2 separate regions of the Sus scrofa genome follow, and region 2 is linked to region 1. Evidence: chromatin contacts called from public HiChIP or PLAC-seq data. All regions are on one chromosome and are shown on one strand. The core of a region is the stretch at or near the end of the contact, and the rest is flanking DNA. Distances in the headings are between cores, read along the strand shown.

Region 1 (7,876 bases), core at 3,551-6,050:
CTAGAAAAGGCAAAAAGACAAAAAAAAAAAAAAAAAGTAGGAGCTTACCCATTTTGTTATGCTTGTGGTTTCCCTGAGCTGGCATTTTGGACAGAGCACAGCAGTGATGTTTGGTTTTTCTGCCCCCAAGATGTCTGGGGTCTCTGTTGAAAGAAGGTGAAGGTTTGAGGGCTGGAATCACCTGGAGACGCCATCAGTCACATGTCTGGCACTTGGGCTGCAGGGACTCAAAGTCTGGGCCCAGCCGGAACCATCGGTCTGAGTGCCGGCCTGTGGCCTCTTTGTGTGGACGGAGCTTCCCCACAGCATGGCTGACACCGAGTGATCAGAGCACTTACGCAACAGCCACTCGGGGCGCTAAGGTGGAGGCTGCCTGGCCTTGCATGACTCAGCCCTGTCATATTCTTAGTCAAAGCTGTCATCAGCACATCCGGATCCAAGGGAAGGCGAAACAGACCTCCCTCCCGTTAGAAGAAGTGTCAGAAACCTTTGGGGTCATGTTTTGAAAGCACCACAAAGGCCGAAAGAGTAGAGGCCATGGTGTCTCCCAAGGATTTTGCATTCACGTCCTCAACAGAATTTTTCTGGTGCATCCACCATGGGTCAAGCCCTGGGTTGGGTGATGTGTAAAGATTTAAGGGAGTGAACAAAATACACATTGTCTCTGCCCTCCTGTAGCCTGCATTCCACTCGAGAAGGCAGACATTAAACAAATAAACATGCAAATAAATGCGTAGTTACAGATCCTGCTGAGCGCTATTGGGTGGGGCTGGGGGGGTGCTCTGAGAAAGAAGAGGGAGACTTAATTTATATGGAAAGAATCTTGCTTCTCTAGAAGCCAAATCTGATGCAAGATTTTGAGTGCAAGCAGTTTCCTTTGAAGGTGATTCTCGGAAGCACCAGAGCGCAATGAGGGCTTGAGAGAGAGCCAGTAGCGAAGCCAGAGGATGTATTAATAAGGAGGCTACTACTGTGGGTGAATGGGTCACTTTTTTTTTTTTTTTTTTTTTTTTTTTGGTCTTTTTGCCATTTCTTGGGCCGCTGCTGCGGCATATGGAGGTTCCCAGGCTGGGGGTCTAATAGGAGCTGTAGCCACCAGCCTATGCCAGAGCCACAGCAATGCGGGATCCGAGCCGCGCCTGCAACCTACACCACAGCTCAAGGCAACACCGGATCGTTAACCCACTGAGCAAGGGCAGGGACCGAACCCGCAACCTCATGATTCCTAGTCGGATTCGTTAACCACTGCGCCACGACGGGAACTCCTTTTTTTTTTTTTTTTTTTTTTTGCTTTTTAGGGCTGCATGTGGAAGTTCGCAGGCTAGGGGTTGAATCAGAGCTACAGCTGCCAGCCACAGCCACAGCCGCAGCCACGTGGGATCCGAGCTACGTCTGCAACCTCTTCTGCAGCAGCTTGAGGCAACACCGGATCCTTAACCCACTGAGTGAGGCCAGGGATCAAACCGGAATGCTCATGGATACTAGTCAGGCTCATAACCTGTTGAGCCACAACGGGAACTCCCTGAATGGGTCACTTTTTGTTGATGGTGTGGAACACCTCAGACTGTCCCATAGGAAGGACAAAGAAGCTGCGGCGTCTACCCACCCAATCCTAATAGCTGTGGTTGGGGGCACTAGTGTGGGCTGCCCTCCCTGTGGGCACTGCCCATTCAGGCAGTCAGGGAGAGGCTCGGGCAAAGGGCCCCAGGTGCTGGGCAAGCGATCTCGCAAAGAAGTTCGGATGTCAGGAACCCAGGATTTGTAGATGGCTGTGTATACTTGCTCTGTGTCATATGTGGATTTTCACCAACCACCCCCTACCCCATGCCAGCTCTTCAAACGCTGCCTTAGACAGCAGTGCATTTGAGGCTTTCTTCCTAATAACTACGGGTTTGCCATGACTGTCCACACTGCCCACCCTACCCCCCAGCCCACCCCCTCCTCCTTTGTGACTAATGGAAAAACATTGGAAGAATTGCCCACAGGCAGCCAAGGTGGAGCTGCTTGTGCCGGGAGAGTTTTGCCTTTGTGTGAGGTTAACTGCCAGGAGTTGTGGGCGCCACACCCTGCGACTCCAACCTCAGCTCAGCTTAGCCGCAGAGAGACTGACCCACCTTAAATTACCAAGAAGCGATTCACCAGGCTCATTCAGACCTCGACCCTTCCCCGTGGGAAAATGGGTAAGCCCCACCCTGGTCCAGGGTGGTCACATGAGCCGGAGACCCTGCCTTGACACAAGCCCGGTTCACAGTCAAGGCTGGCAGGGGGCTCTCCGGCTCTGAACCCCTCAGTGAGTTTCCAAGAGAACACACGCTGTTCCTCCGAAAAGCTCTGCCAGGCTGGGCTCCACCGAATCACAGGGCTGCCGTGAACTGGGGTGATGCTGCAAAAACAGCATTTAATCAACTAGAACCACGGGAGGGAAAATAAGTGAGCCACTGAAAGGAAAAGGTATTTTCACTAAGACAATATAATACCCTCATATTTTCAAATAGCTAAATAGAATTTCTGTTAAATTTTCCAAGAGTGTTTGTCTTAATGACCCTTTTAAAGCATCCTTTTCCACCACTGCTGCTACCGCATGTCAAATATATGCTCTGGCCCTGGGTTGAGCAATTTTTTTTAAGTTAAAAAATAATAATAATGACTGCCGCTTGGCGGGGTGGGTGACTGAAGTCGGAACGGAGCTCTTGGCCAATTGTCAACTCGTCACCCTGCTGCGTGTGTGCTGCCATCACCTGCTGCTTCCCTGAGGGGCAGGCTTGCCTGCGGGCTCTTGCCTGGGTCACTGCCTGGGGACAGCTGTGGGGGCGGGGGAGGGAGGGGGAGGGAGAAGGAGGAAGGAAAGGGAGCGGGAGGGGAGAGCGGAATGAAAATGGGAAGAGGCAGAAGAGGAGAAGAGGGGGAAGGGGAGAGAATTCTACTGGGGTGGAAAAGCCAGGACGTCAAATTCCTAAGCCGGTGATAAATAGAATCCCAGCTGCACCAAGAACAGAGCAGTGGTAAAATCATTCGCACTCGGAATTCCTGCGAGTGGAAAATAAACTCATCATTGCTGGTGAATGGAAACTTAGGGGCAATGACGTCAGGGCCTCTAGACGCCCCCCCCCCCCAGCATCCCGTGTCCCCAGTAGAGGGCACAGAAGCCTTAGTGGCTGGAGAAAGGGGGCTGGGGGCCAAGTAGGCTCGAAGTCCAGGGAGGCAGAGGACAGGAGCCTGGAGGAGGCAGGGAAGAAGTTGGGAGTCAGAAGGTGGGAACGAGAGCGAGAGCACGGAGGAGCCTGACCCCAAGGAGCCTGGGGGTGCGCTGAGCTGATGGAGAGTCTGCACGGTCTGGGGTCCGGGCTGAGGTGTGGAAGGAAGGAAGAAGGCATGGACTGGGAAGCGGTGGCAGCAGTGATGATCGGAAGCCTTGCCTGTGGGATGAACGAGACTTAGCGCCTGGCATCCTGGGTCCGTGCCCCCTCCCTCACCCATGTGTCCAATGTCGGGGTGTCCCCCCCGAGGCTGGGCTTGGCCAGAAGCTCCTCAGGCTTCTGCATCCTCCTCATCTGGCGGCCCTTCTGCCTGATGTAAGTGGAAAGGCCTGGGCAGTGCCTCCCCTTGTAACTCCAATCACCTTCCCCGTCCCTGGCACTGGTGTCACCCCCAGAGGGCTGATGGCCACTGTTGCAGGGAGGCAGATTCCTGGGTCCCTTTTTGATAATAAGCATCCCTCCCCCAACTTCTGATAACCTGCACCTGTGACTCCCTTTGCAGCCCACCCTCAGCGCCTGGAGCAGCTCATCCTCAGAGAATCAGAAGGGTCTGGAAGCCTGTAGCCCCAGGCCCAGGGTCTCCCTGAGATGCTGACAACACCCACTGAGGGAGTGTGACTGGCAGCTCAGCCCTCTTGCCAGGAGTCAGGACAGACTTTGAGGCATGACTTACCCCGCCCCCGACCCCCCAGGGCCCACCCCCATGGGGTCAGGCAGAGGCTACCCTCAGGAGCAGGACTTTGTCTGAAATTGGCTCCCCCGCCCCTTCCCAGTCCCGCCTTCCCCTGCATCTTATGGGCATCTCCCGGAAGCCCCTCCATCGGAAATCACTTCCACGCAAATCCTCATCTCAGCATCCGCTGCTGGCAAATGGAAGTCCTAGCCCCCCAGCCCCACCGCGGGCTGGGCAAGAACACTTGACTGTGGGTTGACCCGTTACCGACAGTCCCTCATTCAGTCCTTGGAACGCAGCCGGCCACACTGGTACTGAGCGCCTTGCCCCAGAGAGGAAGCAGAAACTCAGCGATCAGAAGGGACGCTCCCAGGTGGCACAGCTGGTGAGCAGAGCAGCCTCGATTAAACCCAGCTGTTGGCAGCTCCAGAGCCAGTCTCGAGTCCTTGCTGTCCCACTGAAACGAGATGGGGGCCGCGGGCTTGGGAAAGGCGCTAACATCTCAGAAGCCTCCGCAGCCAGGGCCAATCCAGGGCCAGCCAGGTACTCAGGACGGGTGACTAAAGGGAGAGCGAAAGCACCATCCAAGCCCTCGGTTGAGCAATTGGTGTCTTGGCGTTCACCAGCTCCCCTGGTGCCCCAGTGCCCTGCTGGATCTGCCGAGCACCCAGAGGCCTTCGGCTGGGGGCCTGCTGGCTCCTCAACCCCCACCCCCATTCTGCATGTGATTTTTTTAGAGACAAGCCCCTAAAGCCAGCACTTACTAGGCGGAGGGCAGGAGCTGCCAAAAACACCCTATGAATAAATGTTCAGGGTTCCATCCAGAGACGCCCACAGTGACTGATGAGTCATCAGATGACCAGCTGTCACCACAGAGCGCTATATATAGAAGGGGAAAGCCAGAGGGGTGCCTGGGACCTAAAGCAGAGGAGGAGGAACAGGCGCCAAGGAGGCGAGGCCCCGGGGCGGGGCGAGGGCAGCTGGAAACTGCACCCTCAGCTCCCCCAAATAACCGAATCCAGGTCAGCGATGCCCCAGCACAGCGCGCAGCTTGAATTGGAAACAGACAGCGACGGGGCCGGACGCGGGCGCTGCCATTGCGCTGATGATGATTACAGCTAATGATGGTAATGGCAGAATAATCGCTTCGAGAACTTCCCACACATCACCTCGCGTCCTTCCCATCAAACGGCCGCACCGAGGACTTCCTAAGAGCCCTGCCATTTAGGCAGCCCAGCTGGAGCTTCCGGAGCCCAGGCCTGGTGGTTATACGGTGGCCACGAGCCACGTGTGGCTCTGGAGCATTTGAAATGTGGTCAGTCCAAACGGAGGCAGGACGAAAGCATGAAATACCCACCGGATTTGCAAGACTTAGATTCCAAAAAAGGGGGCGGGGGGGAAGCGATCTCCTTAATAATTGTTTCTTGACTACATGTTGAAATGATAATATTTTGGATGAACTGGGTTAACTAAGATATATTGTTCAAATTCATTTCACCTGTTTCTTTTTACCTTTTTCATGTGGCTACTAGGACATTCCAAAGGATGTATGTGACTCACATTTGTGGCTTGCATTATATTGCTATTGGACAGAACTGGGTTACAGGCCAGAGGCCAGAACCTTCAGGAAATCCTGGCTATGCCCTCTCCCGACAAATAAAGCCTGCTTCCTGGTTCAAGGCTGAAGAAGGCCAAGGCTGCTCTCCAGACAATGCCTGTGGCCAGCGGCAGCTCCATACACTGAGCACAGAGGGCCCAGGGGCACAGAAAAGCCCCTGAGTGTTCGTCAACCTCAAACTTGCCCCTTGTAGCTTCAGAAAATCCCTCGTCTTCCCTGGGAAGCTTGGCGAAGCCTCTGGCTCTGTCTTCTCCCATCCCCGCCCTTCACCCCCAAGACTTTGATTCCATGCTGTGGGGTTGCAAAAAGAGACCCAGAAAAAAAATAAGGCCTAAGGCCGATTCGCAAGGAAAGCAGCCCTTTCTCCTGCATATGCAAACAGCAGAGTCAACAAAAGGAAAGAAGGGAAAGGAGAAGCAGGGAACCGTTGATGAGAATCATCACACACCAAGAGGGAGACACACACACAAATGTCACACATTCTGCCCACGGAGACCTGGGGCGAGGGAATAGGGCGTGTATGTGTGTGTGTGTGTGTGTGTGTGTGTGTGTGTGTGTCGGTATGTGTCTGTGTGTGCTCGCGTGCGCAAGCAACTGCCATGCATGTGCCCATCAGACATGAAAGAGTACCAGAAAAAGGCTCAAGTTCAAGAATGAGGCAGACAGAGAAACCAAACAAGGAAGAGAGAAACCCAGGAGGCAAAGCCAAAGAGAGGTTCGGGGGTGTGTGTGTGGCGGGGCAGGGGGAGAGCTGACAGCCTCCCCTTTGTGGCAAGGGCTGCCCTTCCTTTCTGTGTCAGCTTAAATTATTCACTTCAGGACAATGGAAAGAATATAGCAAAATAAAAAATGCATCGGGGCCAGGCGGGCCCTGGATTCCTCTGTGGTGGAAACAACCCCGGGAGGAGGAAGGCTGCCTGCCCTGCACCCAGGAGTGGGCTGGGCTGCAGGTGACTTCAGCAAAGGGTGCCTTTCTGCTGGTTCCCCTATGCCCCCGGATTGACAGAGCCAGGGCTGAAGGCGCACCCCCAGACTAGCTGACACTTTGTGCCAGCCTCCTGCCTGGCTGACTAGAACATTCCGAAGGACATACGTGACTCACATTTGTAGCTTGCATTATATTCCTGTTGCTCTGAGCTGATCCCTCACTGGCGAGTCCAGAGACCCCAGGTGACCACCAGTTAATCTAATCAAAGCAGCCTGGAGTTCCCATCTTGGCTCAGCAGTAGGGAACCCAACTAGGATCCATGAGGATGTAGGTTCCATCCATGGCCTCGGTCAGTAGGCTAAGGATCCAGCATTGCCTTGAGCTGTGGCCTAAGTCGCAGAGGCAGCTCGGATCCCACATTGCTATGGCTGTGGCGTAGACCAGCAGCTGCAGCTCTGATTCAACCCCTAGCCTGGGAACCTCCATATGCCATGAATGTGGCCTTAAAAACAAACAAACAAACAAACAAAAACTGGCTGGCTTCATAAGAGAAATGTATTTCTCCTGGAGGCTAGACGTCCAAGACCAAGGTGTCAGCAGGGCTGGTTTCCTTGGAGGCCTCTCTCCTTGGCTTGCAGATGGCCGCCTTCTCGGTGGGTCTCCACATGGTCTTCCCACTGTGTGCACACATCTCTGGCATCTCCTCCCCAATTTATAAAGACATTAATCTTGTTGAGTTGGGGCCGTACCCTTGAAACCTCACTCCATTTTAATTCCCTCCTTTAAGGGAATTAAAGGAGGGAAGACCCTGTTTCCAAACGTAGTCACATTCTGTACTAGGAGTTGGGATTTCACCATACGACTTTGGGAGGACACAACTCAGCCTGCAACAACAACGAAGAAAGTTTAGCCAGGCCCGCACAAGGGCAGGGGCAGAAGTTGGGGACAGTTCAGGACGAACTATTCCATCACCTTGCCTGTTTAGGACGGAGTCCATGTAAATTTATTAAAACTGAAGGCAACAATTCTTGTAATTCTTTTTGTTTTGTTTTGTTTTTAAGGGTTGCACCTGCAGCATATGGAAGTTTCCAAGCTAGGGGTCAAGTCGGAACTGCAGCCACCAGCCTACACCACAGCCACGGCAACACCAGGTCTGAGCCTCATCTGTGACCTACACCACAGCTCACATCAACACCGGATCCTTAATCCACTGAGTGAGGCCAAGGATTGAACCCACATCCTCATGGGTACTAGTCGGGTTCTTAACCTGCTGAGCCACAATGGGAACTCCCCCCTTTTTGTAGGGTGAAGGTGACAATTCTTTGGGACAGGGGTTTAGGGGAATTTTCTCCTCGGGGCTGATAGTTGCTGTCTTCCCCAGGACAGGGGATTTTGTGTCC
Region 2 (7,876 bases), core at 3,027-5,526, 140 kb after region 1:
CTGGGAAGGTGCTGTCTCAAAGATGTCACCCCAACTATGAATGTTTAAAAACCCAGGCAGGCTCCAGGCTCTACCCTTTGGCAATTCCACCCTCCCTAGGCATACTTTCCTAACTGCTTGGATCCCACTCCCACCCCCATCCGAAGAGCCGTCTCCAGGTGGCTGGGCCTCTAAAGAGCAGCTTCCTTTAACCAGTAGTCTTTTCCAGAGGCCTCATCCTCCACTGCAGCCACAACCTTGGCCCTCAGCCTCTCTGTGAACCCTCCCCCAGCGCACTACCCTACACTGGCAGGGGCCTCAGCCTCCCCCCACCAACGGCAGTTACTCTCTCGCCTGTGCACCTCGTCCCCAGCTCGAGTGCACGGTTGTGTGTGTGTGTGTGTGTGTGTACGCGCGCGTACACACACACACACACACACACACCCGCACAGAAGCTCTTGGCCTCCCGGAGCTGGTTTCCTCTTACAGGCTCACGGCAGAGCTGCTGGGGCTGTGGCAACGCTTGCGGCTCCCTATGCAGCCCTGGGTTTCCTTGCAGCGCTGCGAGTTGTGAATCTGCCTTCTCTTCCCTTCCTGCAAAGGTCAGGCCATCTCCTCTCACTCGGCCACAGTGATGCTCTGGCCTGCAGAGCTCCAACACTGCAGCCTGGCAATGAGGATGGAGTGGGCATTCATGCAGGCACGAAGGCAACCCTCCCCACCCCCACCCCAGCCAGGGGGCAGGAGCCAAAGGGTGGGGGATTCAGGATGAGAAACACTGCAGACAAACCCCAGAAAACAGCTGAGGATTTGCAGCCAGGGACTCAAGAGAGGGAGAGAAAACCAGGCAAAGGCTGTTAGGCCTGGACTCCTCAAGAGCAGGCATTTCCACCCCCACCCCAGGAGCTGCGCTAGCACGAGCGGAAGGCCAGGAGAAGAGGCCCCGGGTGTCTGTTCACTTCCTTGCCCCCCCCCCCACCAGCACCTCCGCTCAGGCTGCCCTTCACTCCAAGCAGGAGTTAGAAGCAAGCAAACAGGCTGACTTCGAATTCAGTGGCCACGGAGCTCGAGTCAGCTGCGGCCCCGCAAAGAGGGACCTTAGGGAGGCCCTTCTGCCACCCCAGCCCCAGTGAGGCTACTGAGCCCTGCGAGTAGCAGGGCAGACGACCGCAACACCTCGCTGTGCAGAAAAATGAGAGGAAATGCCATTAAACCTACTTCCTCTAAAGAGCGCCACCCCCAGTTTTCTGTGAACTGCGCCGGAGAAGTCAGGAGAGAGAGAGAACTCGTTAACCTTGCTTGGGTTTTAACATCGCCAGCTTCAAGTCAACCTCGGGCCGCCCGAAGGTTCTGTGAAATATTTCACCTAGCTCAGACAATTTCCTGCAGTCCCTAACCAGACCACCCCGCTTAGTGAGTAGCTGCCAATAGGCAGACTTGACTGCAGGGTGGCGACCAGAGGCCTTCCAGGCCACTGGCTGGCCTGGACCCTCCACTCAAGAGTCTGGACAAAGTCTTCGCAGAATCCAGAGGGACCAAGACCTGGCTAAGCCAGAAAATCCAAAACCATAAGAAAGAAGCCCAGGAAAAGGAGTTTAAGACACTTTTCTCCCTAAGCCGGTGTGTGTTGTCTGTGTGAATTTCTGGCCCCCCTGAAGTCTGTACAGTGGGCCTGCGCATGTCTCACGTTCCTGGGGAGCTATGCATTTTGAAGAGCGGCATCAGGAAAGGGGGTGACCGCTGTGTGCGCCCCCCGCTTCCACCCGCTCACCATTTTCCTCCGCATCCTCTCACTAGGGAACAGAGCACGCAGGCAGGAGTGGGATCCTTCGACTGCGCTGAGCCTCAGCCTCTTCCAAACGTGAGGCGCACGGAGAGAACTCCTGCTCTGCCCAGTTTCCACTCCCGCCTCCAGAATAACGAGCCGAAAACATGTGTACTGTAAATAAAGCCTGTCTAAATAAAGCACTCGGGCGAAGGCTGCCGAGAAAACACTCGGCATCGCTCTGTTCAGAGCGTGAGTCAGCTTCCCAGCTCCCGGGGAACAATGGGGACTTTGCCAAGGGTCCCCTTCTGTCGACCCCTGACGGCCCTCAGACCCATTTAGGTGGCGGAGGCGCCGGCCCATTGGGACTTCTGGCCTCGAGGTTGGGGGGGGGCGCTCCCAGCGGCCGAGGTTGGGGTCCAGCCCCAGGATTAACGCCGCCGGGAATCCCTCTATCCGCAGCTGCCTCGGAGGGGTTGAGGGTTAAACAAACACCGAGCAGAGGAGCGAGCCTGGGGCGCTGTGGGGCTGCGGCCCGGAGACGGGAGGGTAGGGGATGCTGGGGGCGTTCGCTGCCGAACCTCCCGAGGGGAAGGCGCCCCCTCCCCGTTCCCATTCCCAAGCCGGGCTCTCGCCCACTCGGATGGCCGCCTCTCCTCCGCGGCCTCCCAAGTCTCATCGGAAACGAACCGAGAGAGCAGCTGCCAGAGTCACCCTACTCCCCTGAGACTCCCCATAGGCCCATGCACGTACACCAGCACCCCCCCCACACACACACACACACGCGCGCGTGCTGGGGACTCGAGGAGGCCTGGCCCCCGACTTCGCGGCGTGGTCGCCAAGGTCGAGTGAAACGGCGCCCCTTTGGTGGAGGGCAGTGTTGGGACCCGTGACGGCCTCTGCGTCACGTCTCCTATCTCGTCCTCTGGGCTCCCTTGCGGAGCCGCCCACCCTCCAGGGGAGTTCCGACGGGAGCGTTGGCCTCAGCTCTGGCGCGGGGCGGTGGTTTCCCCGCGCCCCGTGACCTTGAGGGTCAGTGATCCACCCGGGAGGCTCGCGGTTTCCGGAGTGGTGCAGCCAGCCCTTCCTCCCCGCCTCTCCGGCCAAGGCCGCCCCCGGCCGCCCAGCCGTGTCCCGCTCAGCCGGCCAGCTCTCGGCCCCAGGCGGAGGCGTGAGGGTGAAAGCACCGAGGGCCTCGCCCACGCCCTGCGGACACGCGCGCCTCCGGGGCCTGCGTTGGCGCTCCAGCAGCCGGCAATTACCAAATCGTCGCGGGGCAGGGTTGGGGGCGAGGATTCGGGAATGGGGTTTGAGCGGGAGAAGGCGAGGAAAACAAGTGAAATGGGAGCGGCAGGGAGAAGGGACGGCTTATAAATCACCCAGCCCCACCCTCGAGCCACACCACAGAGGCGCCCCAAGCCCGCAAGGGATGGAGGGTCACTCGGCCACTCCTGGCCGACCTCTGAGCTCTCCCCGAGCCAGCGCCCCACCCGGGGCTCAGGCCGCGCTAGGACCAGCTCCCGGCCGGGATCGTAAACCACCCGCCGGATTCGGCGGGAAGCCACCCTTGGACGCAGCGCGCATCCGCCCAAGGGGAAGTTTATTTATAGCTTGTAAACGTAAAGGAAACCAGACCGCGCTGGCTCGCCGCGCTCGGGCTCCTACGCTCCCCACCTGCCCACCAGGGAGGGCGCGACGGGAGGCGAGTGGGGTGTCTCGGTTCCTTCCCTGCCCCCCATCCCCACCCCCGCTCCGCTCCCAGGGGAGAAAAGGGTAGGGTCCTAAGAGGCTGGCAAGTCTTAATTCCTCTCCAGGCGCCTATCCAGTGCCGTGAAGGCCGGAGAGGGCGGAGGACAGGGCCCAGGCCCCGGCCTGGGGAGGGTGGGGGCGGCCGAGCTGTCCCACTTGGCACGCACCTGCGGGCAGGCCCGTCAGTGCGGCGTGGGGTTCCGCAGCTCCCGCTCCGGGGCCGGGGAAGTCCTGGAGAGCCCGGGATGTGGGCGCTCCGGGAGCCTCTCCTAGGGAGGCGGGACGTTTCCCCGGTTCCTCCCGAGCACGTGTCCTCAGCAGAGCAGGCAAGCGCTGCGCGCCTGGGGCTGCGATCCCCGGGCGACAGCGGCCGAGAGCGCTCCCTCCCTAACCCCCAACCCCCGCCGTCGCCGCCTTTCTCGGGGAGCTCCAGGTTCTGGGGTGCGCTCGGGGCAGGCCCGAGGAACCGGAGAAAAGGAGAAGTGCCGGGGAGGCGATTAGGGAGAGAAGACATTTAAAAGCCTAGCCCTGAATAGACAAGCAGCCGAGCTGAAAAAGACGCCTGCGAGCCCCTCTCCCAACCCCCATCCTCCGCCCCAGTGGCCTCTCCCAGTCCCGGCGGAGCGCACCCACCCCTGGCCGCGGCCCGGGCGAATTCCAGGGTGTGTGTGTGTGTGTATGTGTGCGCGCGCGCGTGTTGCGAGGCTGTGTGTGTGTGTGTGTGTGTGTACGCGCGAGCGCCGGGCGGGCAGTTGCGAAACGGGCTCTTGGCTGCAGCGCGGCATAATGGAGGTGGCTGGAACAATGCGCGCTTTGTGCGCGCGGGGAGTTGTTTTCCATCCGCCTCGCCCCCCTCGCTCGAGCCGTATGGCACTTTAATCCCCGCCACGGCTCGGCACAAATGCACTTGTGTCCTGCAGGTCACTGGGGGCCGTGTGGCTGGAGCCGACCCCCTCCATCCGCGGACCTCACCGCCGGCTGCCCCATCTTTCTTCTTGTGTACCACTCCCCCCGCTTCCCCCGCCCCAGCACCACCACCTCAATTCCCGGCGTGGGCCAGTGAGCCGGCTTGGAAGCTTCCGGGCCCGCGAGTCACTTTTTGTCCTCCGTGGAGACGGCGCATTCCCCCGACCCCCACCCTCACCCTTCGCGAGCTCAGACAAACACACACCCAGGCCGACCGCAGGCCCCACACTCGCCGCCCTCCCTCTCGCTGTCTCGGCCCGCCCGCCCCCGCCCCGTGCTCCGGACTCCTGCGAACAATAGTAAATGTCAACAGATTCCGCGCGGCGAGTGTCTGACTCGGCCGAGATAAGGGTGCGCGGTTGGCCCCGCGCTCCGCGCCGCCGCGGGGGGAGCGCGCCCTGACCCCGGCAGGAAAGAACCGGCTATGACGACGAAACCGGTGCCGGAGGGGGGGGTGGATCGGAGGGGAGGCCATCAGCCGCAGCCCCGTAGGGGAGTCTCGCCCGGAGCCCAGGCCCCGCCCCGCCTCCACGCGCCTTAACCCGGTGCTCATGCGGGGCCCGTGGGCACAGTGAGAGCTGCCCGGCCGACGTGGCGCTCCGGCCTGCTTTCAGATCACCCTTCCACTGCCCTGCGGATGCCGGAAAAACGCTGATCCCGGCCAGGACGCAGGCAGTTTTCGACCTACTGGGAGCCGGCACCCGAAAGATGCGAAGGATTCGAGTGCTCGTCTTCGGAAACTCATTACAATATTTTTTTAAGCGCGCACACACTCTCGCACGTCCTCCTCCTCGATCGTCCGCAACCCACCACCCAGCCGAGTTAAAATTCGCAAATTGATTCTCACGCGTTGGTATTAATGGGTTGTTCCTCTTAAATTGTTGCCAACTTTGCTAATGGATTATTATTTAAATGATTTCTTTTTTATAAAGTACGTGTTGTTTTATAGATGCGTATTTACTTAAAGAAATCAACTGCATCTATTAACATATTAAAGAGAGAATAAAGCATCAGGGCCGGTGTAATGTACTGTTCAGCCTTACTTTGGGTGCTCACGAAGATAGGAAAATCTTATTTGTTTAATAATAAGTCACTCATGAATATGCAAATGACATCGGTGCAGTACCTCACTTCTGTCACTATTAATGAGTTGCAAATTAATGTGACAACAAAAGGAAAATCTATTTAGTGGAGGAACTCGGGTTCCTACCTGGGGAGATCACAAGCAGGCCTGGAACCTGGGTCTCCAGGAAGGCCAGGAGTGAGGGTGGACACGTCCCTTCCGCATCCAGGCTTTTCCTGGAGACCACTATTGTTTGGTCTCAGGGACCTGCTTTGTCAGGAGCCCCTTAAAATTCCTGAAAGGCTGTTCCAGGGTACTTAGGGCCAAGTGTGATTAATGGAAATCAGCCCACAGTTGGAAGTAAAGCAGTTGGTGAAGCAGATTTGGGGAGGGGGGCAGGACTCTCCCCCACCCAGCTTAAAGATTCCCCAAAGCCTTTTTGGCCTCTGTTGCTTTGGCCGGAGTTAGGACTGCAAGTACCAAAGCAGGCCTCACAGGCCTGACCGCAGGTATTAAGACGGCACCCTGTGCGCTTGCTTTTTATGAGGTGACGCTGCTGATGGGAGGTTTGAGAGCAGATCAGCTCATTTTCTTGCCGACCTACATCCCAGAGGTTACAGACTGAAATCTGGTTGCCTTCCATTCGAGCCTTTGCTCTTTTCTGGCCTGTTTTTATTCCATCGATGGAGGCTGAAGAGGATGTTTCCAAGCCAGTTAAGTTTGGAAATGTCTCTGAGAAAAAAAGCATAAATGCTGAGCTGCCCAGAACTGTGGGGTAAGAGTTCAGGTGCCTGGGTAGTATTTCAAGAAACTGTTTGACTAAGGAACCTTCTGGGGAAATGCAGATACTCTGGTTGGTTGGTTGGTTGGTTGGTTGGTTTTTTGTTTGGGTTTTTTTTTTTGGTTTTTTTTTTTTTTGTCTTTTTGTCTTCTCTAGGTCCGCACCTGCAGCATATGGAGGTTCCCAGGCTAGGGGTCTCATCGGAGCTGTAGCCGCAGGCCTACACCACAGCCACAGCAACACGGGATCCGAGCCTACACCACAGCTCATGGCAATGGCGGATCCTGAACCCACTGAGCAAGGCCAGGGATCGAACCTGCAACCTCATGGTTCCTAGTCGGATTCGTTTCCACTGGGCCGTGACAGGAGTTCCCAATGCAGTTATTCTGTATCTAACCTAATGGATGGCTACTTGGTTATTTACAATTGTAAAACTTCTCAGGGCTGTACACTTTACTATGTTTAAGTTAGATCCTGTTCTGTTTATTACTGTGTAAAGCCACCTCAAAGCTTAGTGGTATAAACAACAATAATCATTTATTTTGCTCAAGAATCTGCAGTCTGGGCAGGGCTTGGCAGAGATAGCTCACCTCTGCTCCGCGCTGCGGCAACTGGGGCAGCTCGACGGGGACTCAAGAATCCATTTTCAAGATGGCTCACGCACATGGTTGGCAAGCTGGTGCTGGCTCTGGTTCTCCTCCATGTGGGCCTCTCCACAGGATCGCTTGGGCTTCCTCACAGCATGGTGGCTGGGTGCCAAGAGTGAGCACCCAAGAAAGCTAGGAAATGGAAGCTGCCAGTTACTTAAGGAAACTAAGCCCAGAAACCAGCAGTGTCAGTTGCACTGTATTCTGTTGGTCAAGCAGTTAGAGAACCCAGATTCAAGGGGAGGAGACGACATCGAGCCCCCACCCCCCCCTTACGTCTCAATGGGTAGTGTGTCAACGAATCTTAGGGCTCTGGGGTTTTTTGGTTTTGATTTCCGGTGTGTTCTTTTTTTTTTTTTGGCTGCACCCGTCCATGTGGAAGTTCCCGGGCCAGGGATGGAACCAGCACCACAGCAGTGACAACACTGGATCCTTAACTTCTAGACCACCAGGAAACTCCTGGGCTCTGTTTTAAAACCACCACATACCTCATTTTAAATGAAAAAGGAACACATGACTTCATTTTTTGCTTTGAGATTTTTTTTTCTTTTTATGGCTGCACCCAAGGCAAATGGAAGTTCTTGGGCTAGGGACTGAATCTGAGCAGCAGCCAAGACCTGAGTTGCAGCAATGCCACATCCTTAACCTACTGCATGGGGCCCAGGATCAAACCTGCACCACCCAAGCCACTGTAGTTGGGTTCTTCAGCAGGAACTACAAAGTTACAAGATTTTTTTTTTTTCTTTTTTAGGGACGCACCTGTGGCATATAGAAATTCCCAGGCTAGCCTATGCCACAGGCACCCTGGGTCAAGCCCTGTCTGTGACCTATGCTACAGCTTGTGGCAAGTGCCCGACCTTTAACCCACTGAGCAAGGCCAGGGATCGAACCTGCATCCTCATCGATACTAGTCAGGTTCTTAAACC

Evidence for each region. HiChIP or PLAC-seq counts read pairs in DNA pulled down with a chosen protein or histone mark.
Region 2: a contact with region 1 is called in an H3K27ac HiChIP or PLAC-seq map of skeletal muscle. The contact joins two enhancer-like sites. A contact is called at or near these places in 2 of 47 Hi-C or Micro-C datasets (embryonic fibroblasts and skeletal muscle) and 1 of 2 datasets of contacts at active chromatin or transcription factors (skeletal muscle).

Annotation. Positions count from the first base shown.
Region 1 is chrX:35,596,956-35,604,831 of Sscrofa11.1, forward strand. No RefSeq gene overlaps it. Among named protein-coding and RNA genes, the nearest start is that of BCOR, 290 kb to the right of the region's middle. Within about 2 kb of position 4,801, at least 15 of the 83 cell types and tissues checked have an H3K27ac peak or open chromatin away from gene starts, as enhancers often do. A contact at or near this core is called in skeletal muscle, where this site is marked.
Region 2 is chrX:35,737,210-35,745,085 of Sscrofa11.1, forward strand. No RefSeq gene overlaps it. Among named protein-coding and RNA genes, the nearest start is that of BCOR, 150 kb to the right of the region's middle. Within about 2 kb of position 4,277, at least 48 of the 83 cell types and tissues checked have an H3K27ac peak or open chromatin away from gene starts, as enhancers often do. A contact at or near this core is called in skeletal muscle, where this site is marked.